2 separate regions of the Mus musculus genome follow, and region 1 is linked to region 2. The links are chromatin contacts, called in public promoter capture Hi-C maps. All regions are on one chromosome and are shown on one strand. The core of a region is the stretch at or near the end of the contact, and the rest is flanking DNA. Distances in the headings are between cores, read along the strand shown. Region 1 has its middle 9.5 kb from the start of Gm22818. Region 2 holds the start of Ttc38 (tetratricopeptide repeat domain 38).

Region 1 (5,277 bases), core at 1,749-4,248, 370 kb before region 2:
CAGACCTTTTCTATCCCCCTAGTCCACTAAAATGCAGGGCTTTCTGGAAGATGGATGACCATTCAAATCAACTTCTAAAAGCACCTTAGTGTTAATAGTCCTGCCTGGGCTGAAGGTTAGCTAAGGGCAAGTTATTTATCAGGATACATGTACTATATTGCCAGTATATCTTACAAAGCCTGCCTTGCGTGATCACTCATCAGTTTTACTATGGTGAAGCTTTCCCATAGCAGAAGCTAGCCATGCCTCTTTTTATTTATTTTATTTTATGTGTATGGGTGGTTTGCCTACATACATGACTGTGCACCATGCACATGCAGTTCCCGTGGAGGCCAGAAGAGGGCATTGGATTCCCAGGAAGTGGAGTTACAGACTCTGAGCCACTATGAGGGTGCAGGAAATCCAACAGAAAAACAGCCAGTGCTCTTAACTGCTAGGCTGTCTCTCCAGCTGTTTTAGTTAGGGTTCTATTGCTGTGAAAAAACACCATGACCAAGACAACTCTTACAAAGGACAACATTTAACTGGGGCTGACTTGCAGTTTCAGAGGTTCAGTCCATTATCATCCTGGCAGGAAGTATGGCAGCATCCAGGCAGACATGGTGCTGGAGAAGCCCAGTTCTACATCTTGATCTGAAGGCAGCCAGGAGGAGATTATCTTACCCACTGAGAGAAGCCTGAACATAGAAACCTCAAAGCCCACCCCAACAATGACACACCTCCTCCAACAAGGCCACGCCTTCTATAACTTGGCCCACACTTCCTACTAGTGCAACTCCCCATGGGCCAAGCATTCAAACACTTGGGGGGGGGGGGCAAACCTATTCAAACCACTACACCAGCCCATTGTAATCTCCTCATGTCAGCATCCCCTTGTTCCCAGTGAGGTTGGTTCACTGCGATTTCTGCAAGTGGGGTTTGAAGAGTTCCAGCCTTTGAGGTGTCTGATAGTTTGTCTATTTTCAATTCATAAGATATTTAAATTGTCTTATTGCAAAACAAAGAGGGTCCAGGGCAGAGATGCTGGATGGATGTATCTGATACATTGAACAAGCTGGGACAACCAGGGGACTTTCAGGATGAATGTATCACACAAGTGGACAGGTAAGTCAGAAAGAGTTCCCTGGCAGCAGAGAGAGCACCGCGAGAGCGTCTGTCCAGGCGCTGCACACCCTGGCTCTGGTGAGCAAGCCCCTCCGACCCCATGCACACGGCTCCTTAGTGTTGTCTCGGTCTCATTGGCCCCAGGGTTTTCCGGAGTGACACCTGGAGAAGCAGTGAGTGTCTGACACTGTGAGTTGTCCCCAAAGGCAGCAACTGTCAAATGGGAGGCTCAGAGTGCAGGAGGGGGCGGGGACTAGGTTCCTCCATTTGCGCAGGAGAGGGAGAACAAACCCGCACGCATGCGCGACAGGAGAAAGGAAAGAAAACTTCAGTGGAGCTTTTGCCACTTGGATCCAACTCTTCCTGAGCCCTTCTCTCCTTGCTCTTAATTACAGGAAAATGTTACAATGACCTTGATGACACACAGTGCAGCTGGGAAGAGGCCCTGGAGGCCAACCCTGGGCAGGCTCCACCCTCGCTCTCTCCAGCTTCCTGCTTCCTGGCCCCCTTTCATCCTTGAGCTGCTGTGGTCTTCACATCTCTGGGTACTGAAGAAGAGAACAGACTCCTAGGGGGGGGAAGCACCCAGCCTCCACAGCTTCTGCAACCCCAGGGCTGTTGACAGAGGCCATGACCCTGTGACTCAGGCCAGGGTCAGTCCTGCAGCTGTCCCTCCCTCTCTTGCTGCTAGATGAAGGATTGGGCTAAGGGCAGCCTACCACCAGGGAAGAGCACTATCCAGAAAGAATGAGTGTCTTAGGCTGCCTGGGGTGGAGCTGCTCAATAAGAAAATGTGTTGGAGATGAGGAGCCTTGGCAGTGTCAAGGAGCCCCATGGAAGCAGGACCTCTTATGCCTGCATGGAACCCAAAGTCCTCCCTTAACCAGTTTTCTGGTTCTTAGAGACAGGGTTTCGCTGTAGAGCAGGCTGGCCCCGAACTCACAGAGCTCTGCCCTGCCTCTACCTCCTGAGTGCTGGGATTAAACATATGTGCCACCACCGCCAGGCTCCTAACCATCTTTGCTTCCCTCTCCTGACCCTCACAAGGCAGTGGGAGGGTGGGAGGTTGGGGAAGTTACTGCTAAGCATATCCACTTTGGATGCCAAGCCCTGTGTGGAAGGGATTGGCCAGCAGATAGCCCACTATGGCAGGCAAAGGACTCATCTCCAGCAGGGAACTGGACCCCTTGAGTAGAGGCTGCCATACGGTCTGTTATCCTCACTGCTCGTTCTGCATCTAGCAAGTCCTCAGACGGACTGTGTCTGAAACCCAGCTCCTCGTTCTAGCCTCACAGTTCTGGCTAGGTGGATAGCCCAGCAGGCGACAACCTTCCTCACAGTGTCTCTGGTCAGCAGCAGGCTGGATGTTCAGAGCATGCTCATCAAATAAACTAGACCCAGAAGGCTATAGAGCCACAGAAGCCTTGTCCCAAAGCACAGGACACTCTTGGCCCTTCCTGATCCTACCACCCAGTTTACAGTGGAGGGGTGAAAGGGTCAGAGTCAGGTCTTCAGGTTCTTCTGGGGTGAGAAGAATGGGCTTAGCTCAGGGCTGGGTCTTGTCCTTTCTGGTGCAGACTTGGTAGTGTTGGGAGGGGGTGGGGAAGTGGCCTGGGCTTCACCTTTCCAGCCTATAAATTGAGGATTATGGTTTCTGCCCCGCCCAACCCACAGACCTTCTGTCGAGATCTGGGGGAGGCAGATGAGTGGGGTGGGGCGGGGGGAGAACTGGAGTAGAGAGGGGAGAGGTTAAAGGGAACAGAGAGCTGAGTCAGAGCCTCCTCTTTTTTTTAAAGCCGAAATTGAGCAACTAGATAGATCCTCAACCCTAGGCTACCCACTGTGGGTTCTCAGCTCAGGGCTCCTTCCTAAGGGCTGTCAAAGCTGGAATGTGGTTTGCAGGCAGCAGGCAGATGCCAGGGAGGACGTGGCAGACAGAGCCGGAGCTGGGCTTGAGAGCACGCCCTGCCCACTTCCTTATTTTTCTCTCTGACTCCTGTCAGTCACTGGCCCCAGATGCTGCTATTGCCTGTCCCAGCCACAGCTGGTTTTCCAACCTGCCAAGGGTCCTGCCCATGGCACAGCAGGGACTATGCAAACCAAGGGAGAGGACCCTGACTCCCACCAGCTTCCCCCAGGAATCTCTCCCCACCATGACGGCCCATTCTTCTCCAGAGACGTGTGGCCCATCACACAATGGTAGCTCAAGAACCATCAGTGGCTCTGGGTGTCTATGGGACACCAGGACTGCTGTTAGGTTCAGACTTCTCAGAGGGTTCCTTCTTTTTCTCCCTTTGCCCAGTCCTCTCTGCATTGACTCCAGGATCCTTTCAACCTGTTGCTGAGACCCCTGGAGCCCCACAGCCCCAGGGTTTCCAACCCCCATTTCCAAGGCTCATTTCTCCAGTTTGTGCTTTCCACCGGATGCTTTCCTGTCCCGAGTGCCAGTTGACTTGATGATGTCTTTCTGGGGCATGTGTAGGATCCCAGAGCTGTCTCTTAGGTGGCCCAAGCTTCATGGGACTCAAGCATATCCTAGTCAGCCTCTCTCTGAGCCTAACCACACCCATCTGTAAAAGAGGGAACCTGCTCCATCTTGCATACCTCATAAGTAAAAATCAAAGAAGCAATAACTGGGGAATTGCCCTGGTGAGATGCAGTCTCCTGACAAGTCCTGGGACTGGACTTTACTTAGCACAAAGGCAACTCAACAAACATCTCTTCCAAGAAGGATTCTGAGAATCTGTAGGACTGAGGGTCCCCAGTACCAGACAGATCCTCCTCAAGTCCGTGAGCGATCCGATGGCACCATGCCAGGCTCAGTCCCACTTCCTTAAGGCACAATGCACGGGTGATTGGTCACAGAGGATTCCTGCCCTGGCCGTCAGCTGCTCCTGCTGTCCTAATTCGGAGACTGTTGGCCCCCATGGGATGGTGGCAGCCTGGCAAAGGGGTCTCTTTCTTTCTCCTTTCTTATTTAACCTTTTTATTGATTCTTTGTGAATGGCATCATGCGCTCCAATTCCACTCATCTCCCCATCCCTTCATATCCACCCTCCGCCCTTGCAACCTCCCCCACAAAAGAAACTAAATTAAAATAGAAAACAAAAACAAAGCAAAAAGAACCCTCCCAACAAACAAAAGTCTCATGGTGGAAGCTATAGCGTGTCACAGCGTGTCACACAGCATATTCTTTTTGTCCACACATCTTTACTTGCAAATGTCCATTACAATGAGTCACTGGTTTGGTTTGAGGCCTCTCGCTTGCTTTGACTAAGCTATCTACACTGCATCCTCACCGGGACTCCTCTAGGATATCCTGTTGTTGCTCTGTGTCATGTAGATCCTGCAGCTTTGGATCTGCCTGACCTGCAGGGGGTCTCTTTCTAATGTCTCCCTATGGCTAGATAGTCAGTGACACACTCGTGTTTACTCCAGGCTATTTCCTTTTCTAAAGAGGAAGGAGGTGGATTTCTTTCTGTACAAGTTTAGGCAGCAAGCCAAGCAAGCTCTGTGCACCTAAAACTTGTCCCTGTGACACAGGCTTGTTGCTCCCAGGACTGTCACAGAATGTACACAACAAACAGTCACAGCCGGTGGGGGAATTCCATTGCTCCACCCTGAACTATCCCCCTTGCAAGTGGGCAAGCTGGAGACTGGAGGCCAGCGAATCATTCAAGGATGTCACGAACTAGCCCTCTGTTGCTAGCCGAGGCTATGGCTGGAGCCCCTCTACTGTGTGTGTGTGTGTGTGTGTGTGTGTGTGTGTGTGTGTGTGTGTGTGTGCATTTACACGTGTGTGCACATGTGGCAGAGGGTATGTATAGAAGGCACAGGTTGATGTCAGGTGTTTGGTGGGTGTGCAGTCAGGTGTGGGGGAAGCGGGTGCCTCATGCCGGCCATGAGCAAGTAGAGAGAGGGGAGGGGAGTGGGGAGAAAGAGGGTAAGGGACAAGAGGACAGAGCAGGAACAAAAAGGCAAGAGAGAGGAGGCAGCAAGCAGCCCCTTTTATAGAGTCAGTCACACCTGGCTGTTGCCAGGTAACCGTGGGGCGGAGCCTAGACAAAATGCCAACATCAGGTACCTACCTCCGTTTCTTTTCACCTTGCTTTTTCTTTTCCTTTCCTTTCCTTTCTTTTCTTTTCTCTTCTTTTCTTTGTTCTTTTCTTTTCT
Region 2 (5,504 bases), core at 330-2,829:
TATTTTATGTATATGAGTACACTGTAGCTGTCCTCAGACACACCAGAAGAGGGCATCGGAACCCATTACACATGGTTGTGAGCCACCACGTGGTTGCTGGGATTTGAACTCAAGACCTCTGGAAGAGCAGTCAGTGCTCTTCACCACTGAGCCATCTCTAGCCCCAGCCTCTGCTTTCTATCTGTGTCTTCAGACTCAGGCACACCTTGGCTCTGCCTCTGATGTATAACGTTTGGCTCGTCAGTTCAGTTCTCTGAGTCTCCTTTATCCAATCTGGTAAGAAAGCGGCTGAGACCCTGGCCCCTCTCCTGTAAGTGCCCAAGTCTTTTTACTATAGAATACTTCACTAGTGTAGCAATGACTGGGAACGGCTGGGAAGCCCCGGTCCAGCTAACATGGTAAAAGCTTCAGAACACCTCATGCCTTTGTGGCAGCTCAACATTTCCAGGCCCCCTTGGGGCATCCATTGCTGTCCACCCTTGAACTGGGAACCTTAGGGACAAGGCAGCTGGGACTGGCAGAGATGCTTCCCATATTGTTGGACCTCTGTGGCAGAGGTCAGCTCTTCTCTGCAGTGGGGTTTACAGACCATTCACCAATCAAAAGCCCCCCTCAGAACCGTTCAAGAAGGGGCCCTGAGTCTCTTGGGCCTGCATACCTGAGTCAAGGTGGCATCGAACAGCTTGCAGGCTTCATTGCTTGTGGTTGAGAGTGGGAGCCCAGCATTCTTCCACGCCTACACAACAGGAAAGGGACACCAGGTTTTCCTCGGCTGAGGCCCCCAAACTCTTGGTTTTACTACTCTGTAAAATACCTTAGAGGGTCCAATGAGGTGAGTTCAAGGGTCAGCCAGAAGGCAGACAGCAAATAGGAGGGTCATTACCAGGAACGGTAGGAAGCCTGGCCCCTGGTGGAGGAGGTCAGAGTTCAAATGTGTAACTTGAAGGATGTCTGGCTTGTCACAGGCCTAGTAAGGGGTGTACTACCTGCCAACGCCTAGCATCTCCTCTCCCATTGCAACCTGCAGTTGCAAAACCTTCAGATTACTAAGGCTGCCTGCCCTCGGTGACCTGACAGCCGTCAGGGTGCACAGTGCCCGGATCACCCTTGGGCGTGGGACATGCCCTTAAGTCCTGGCAAGCAAAAGGCTGCACTTCCCCAAGACTTGGAAATCAGGTGGCTGGGGCAAGCATCTTCCTGGTCTAAAAAATGGGTTCAAAACCCGGGCCCCCCAAATGGGTGGCTTCAATGAACCGTTTCCTGCATTCAAACCCAGTTCACAAGCTTCCACCGGTGCACTTGACTGGGAACCACTTTGGAGTCCACCCTGGGCTGCCTATGCACAGCGAGCTCAGGTCCAGGTTCCCTGCCTGACTCCGGGTGACCTATAGGTTTGATCTCAACAGCTCGGCGCTGGGTCAACTCCCGGACCGAGGAGGACCCAGCCGAACCGGTGCGCGTACCTGGCAGTCTCGCAGTGACATGATTATAGCTTTGGTCTGCAGAGTGACAGCACCGGTCAAAGCTTTTGGAGTCTCTGAGAGGGTCTGGGGAAGTGAGGGTGTTATTGATTGCGGAAGGGGGCGGAGCGGGGCGAAGCGAGGGCGGCCGCGCTATCCGGATCTCTCATTGGTGGCTTGGGACGCACATGCGCAGCTCATCTCAGGGTCAGATCTCTCCGACCCACAGGTTCCCTGGTGGATGTGGGAGGTGTGGGTGTAGGTGTGGGTGTGGGAGGAAGGGGAGGAGGAATGGGTGGGGGTAAAGAGAATGGGAGGGTATAACCGGTCGCATTTCCCAGGTGAGGTGCTCAAAACTAGCCTGGCAGCTGCAGCCTCTACTCCTGAACCCCACGTGGGTAGAGGTGCCCAGCTTAGGTTTAAATTCCAGGATCTTTCTTGCTCATCTGATGGCATGGGTGCTTGCTGTCCAGCCTCTCCCAGTCTCCTTCACTGGGCCAGAGGGAGGCATGGGAGTTCTGGGCCAATCTTGGAGCCTCGTGCATCTAGTCAAGAGCTGTACCCCATCCCCCGTCCCCCATCCCCGTTTTGAATTAGGATCCCACTTAATTGCTCAGGCCAATCTTAGATCAGCTTTGTGGCCGAAGCAGGTCTTGAACTTTCAATCTGCTTGCCTCGAGCTGTCAGCATTACAGACCTGTCCCTCCCACCAGGCCTGGCTGTCACTGGAAAGTTCTAGGAAGCTTTCCTCCACTTGCCCAGCCTCAGGCACTCGCTGCTCAATTTTTGGCTAAGCCATTGACAAGCTTCACTCAAAACTCTCTGCTGCCCTGGGACAGTCTCCCTCTCCCCTTCCTCTCTGTAGGAGCTTCCAGACATTTTGTGGGAGTCAGCTGGGCAGTGAGGGTGGAGAGGCTGGAAAATTCATAATGCTATCGCTAAGTGAAAGAAATCAGACACAAGCCGGGCAGTGGTGGCGCACGCCTTTAATCCTAGCACTGGGAGGTAGAGGCAGGTGGATTTCTGAGTCCAGCCTGGTCTAAGAGTGAGTTCCAAGACAGCCAGAGCTACACAGAGAAACCCTGTCTCAAAAAAAGAAAAAAAAAAAAAAAGAAAAGAAATCGGACACAAAAGAATACACACACATCCTCCTCCTCCTCTTCATCATCACCACCACCACCATCATCACCATCATCAGGTATATGTTAAACATCCAGAATACCAGAACCATAGAGACAGAAGGCAGGCGGCTGGAGGCCAGGGTTGGAGAGGATGAGTGGTAACAGTCAGTGCTAGTAGGATTGTCTTTTGGGGTAACAAGATATTTGACTGTAAAATGAGTTTGGCTGGGCATGGTGGTGCATGCCTTTAATCCTAGCACTTGGGAGACAGAGGCAGGTGGATTTCTGAGTCCAGCCTGGTCTACAGAGTGAGTTCCAGGACAGCCAGGGCTATACAGAGAAACCCTGTCTCGAAAACAAAACAAAACAAAACAACAACAACAAAAAACCCATTGAGTTTGTACTTAATATCTTGTAGCTTTACCCTTCTAAATGGGTAGCTTTATGTGAATAGTACTTCAGTAAAGACACTGTCTTGATGAATGAGTTTTTTGTGTCCTGTCCCCTTGAATTTTTCACCCGAATCAGTCGAATTCTCTGTTCCCTTATTTCCCACACTCTGGTGTCAACCAAGACCATCATTTTGGAGAAGAATCTGGAGGCTGAGAAGTCGGAGTGATCCAGGACTCAAATCATCAGCGTTCCATTCCTGCATAACCAGGCGGCCCCAAGACGCCACGAAGAAGCCAAGGGGCTGGGCAGAGTATGCAGTATTTTACGTGCCTGGCCCTTTAAATGACCCTTGGCTCTCCATGGACCATCTAGCTCTTGGACTGCTGGGAATGGGAGAGGATATAAAAAGCCAGCAGAGAGTGGTGAGGAGAGAGAATAGGATTGGGGAAGAGGTAGGAGTAGGGTCCAGGAGACAGAAGAGACAGGTCAGAGAAGATAGTTGATGCAGGAAGAAAGAAGACTGTACTGGAGAAGAGAAGAGGGGAGGGGAGGGCAGGGGAGGGGAGGGCAGGGGAGGGGAGGGGAGAGGAGGGGAGAGGATCGGAGAGAGGAGAAGAGAAAATAGTAAGACAGTTTGAAAGTGAATTGGGCTAGCCCACTGAGAAGACAGTTGGTGACAGTTGAGCCAGGAGAAGCCTGAGCCAGAGGAGATATTATGAGGAGACCAATGAACTAAGAACCCACTAACAAAGTAACTAAAAATTAAACAACAAAAAGCAACATTGACAAAAAGCTGGGGGGGGGGGGGCGGAGGAGGTGGCTGGGTGGGAAGGGTGCATTGCTGCCAAGACTTTTGAGTTAATTCCCCCTGCAAGCTGTCCTCTGATCCACACCTGCATGTATTTGTCTGACCCACCCTTCCCATTCCCCCCCACACACACACACACACCCGCCACAAAACAAAACAAGTTAAAGAAGCCTTTTAGGAGACCAGAGAGGGCCTGGGTTTCCCTTGTCTTCTTCAGACAACAGACTGCGAAAAGGCAGCAGAGGGTGTCTTTAAGACCTCCCCGGAGATGCCACCATAGTGCGGTACCCCGCCCCCCCATCCCTATTGAATAGCAGGAACTTCCTCAGGGCCTCTGGCCTGCACCTCTGGGCCCACAAGCGGCTGTGTGATGGTGGCTGTAGCTCTGAGGCAGAAGCAGGAGCAGGACTATAGTGGGAAGGGACACTCCCAGTAGGTCAGAGTACAACTGGTGTCCATGTTTGCTCTAGCCTTGCCCAGGAGGGTAGGCTGGCCTAAACTCTGCAAACCCAGGGCTGAAGAATCCCTAGGAAAGTCCTGGTTAACTGAGGGACCCCAGGTGAGAAGGGGGACCCTCAGGAAGTCCCAAAAGTTCTCAGGGAGGAGCCAGGTTCAGGTATGTGCAGCCCGCCCAATGGTATCAATCTCACAGTGCGTTTCCACTTTGGTGGCCAGAAGTACGTTGAGGAGGCAGCAAACGTCAGAGCCGGGGCATGGAGAAGTTAGTGTGGAGCAAATTCCAAGTTTTAGTATGTATTACCTGTCAATTACTAGTGGAAAAAAGGTACCAAGCACTTCTAATCTAGGGCTCCAAGTTTTATGTCTCCCATTCTGGAGGCTGAGAGCGCAGGGTCAGGACAACAGCATGGGGGAGGGCTTGGAGAGACCCTACTTCCAGGTCTGCAGATGGCCACAGAGTGAGAGAGAAGAATCTTTTCATGAGACCACAAACCTTGGTCTGGGTCGTGTCTTCCCCCCCCCTCCCCCCCCGCCCCATACTGGTTAAAAAACAAAACCACAGCTCTCACTTCAAAGCAAATGAGTTTATTCATGAGCCAAATATGCATGACCATGACCCAGAACACAGACTTTAGGTTGTCCCAGAAGACATGTTCTTCTGGGGGTGTGGTTACCTGAAACTATACTGAGTTACAAAACAAAGAAAGTCATAAGTCAAGGCATTTACCTAAGACATGAGTGAGGGCTGCATGTGTTGGGTTTTACAAAAAGATAAAAAGGAAAGGAATATGTTTTGGTGGTTGTGTAGTCAGGTGCGGAGGAAGGGAGTGCCTCCACGGGCCCAGGCTGAGGCATCCCTTCCCTCTGAGGAACCAACCACATAACGATAGTATAGTATAGAGTTTATTCAGGGCATGGGGAGTGGAATTGAGAGAGTAGGAGAGACAGAGAAAGGGGAGAGAGAGAGAGAGAGAGAGAGAGAGAGAGAGAGAGAGAGAGAGAGAGAGAGAGAGAGAGAGAGAGCAGCCATGAGCATGTGGAGAGAGAGGGAGGAGGGGAATGGTTAGAAAGAGGGGGAAGGGGCGAGAGGACAGAGGGAGAGCAAGAAGGCAAGAACAAGAGAGAGAGCAGAGGGGGCAAGCAGCCCCTTTTATAGTGACTCAGGCACACCTGGCAGTTGCCAGGTAACTGTGGGGCAGAGCTTAGACAAAATGCTAACAGTATGTTGGTGGGTTTATGGCAAGGTGGGAATTTTGTTGTAGG

What was found. Promoter capture Hi-C pulls out the DNA fragments that hold promoters and counts their contacts.
Region 1: a promoter capture Hi-C map of pre-B cells shows a contact between it and region 2. The contact joins the enhancer-like site here to the promoter of Ttc38 in region 2. A contact is called at or near these places in 1 of 39 promoter capture datasets (pre-B cells), 1 of 115 datasets of contacts at active chromatin or transcription factors (the 230-238 cell line) and 1 of 9 other capture datasets (liver).

Annotation. Positions count from the first base shown.
Region 1 is chr15:86,200,547-86,205,823 of GRCm38.p6, reverse strand. No RefSeq gene overlaps it. Among named protein-coding and RNA genes, the nearest start is that of Gm22818, 9.5 kb to the left of the region's middle. Within about 2 kb of position 2,998, at least 157 of the 459 cell types and tissues checked have an H3K27ac peak or open chromatin away from gene starts, as enhancers often do. A contact at or near this core is called in the 230-238 cell line, liver and pre-B cells, where this site is marked.
Region 2 is chr15:85,828,379-85,833,882 of GRCm38.p6, reverse strand. It overlaps Ttc38 (tetratricopeptide repeat domain 38), which reads right to left and starts at 1,579. Exons shown (of 14, transcript NM_001033337.4): 1 at 1,464-1,579; 2 at 659-736. The coding sequence starts at 1,484.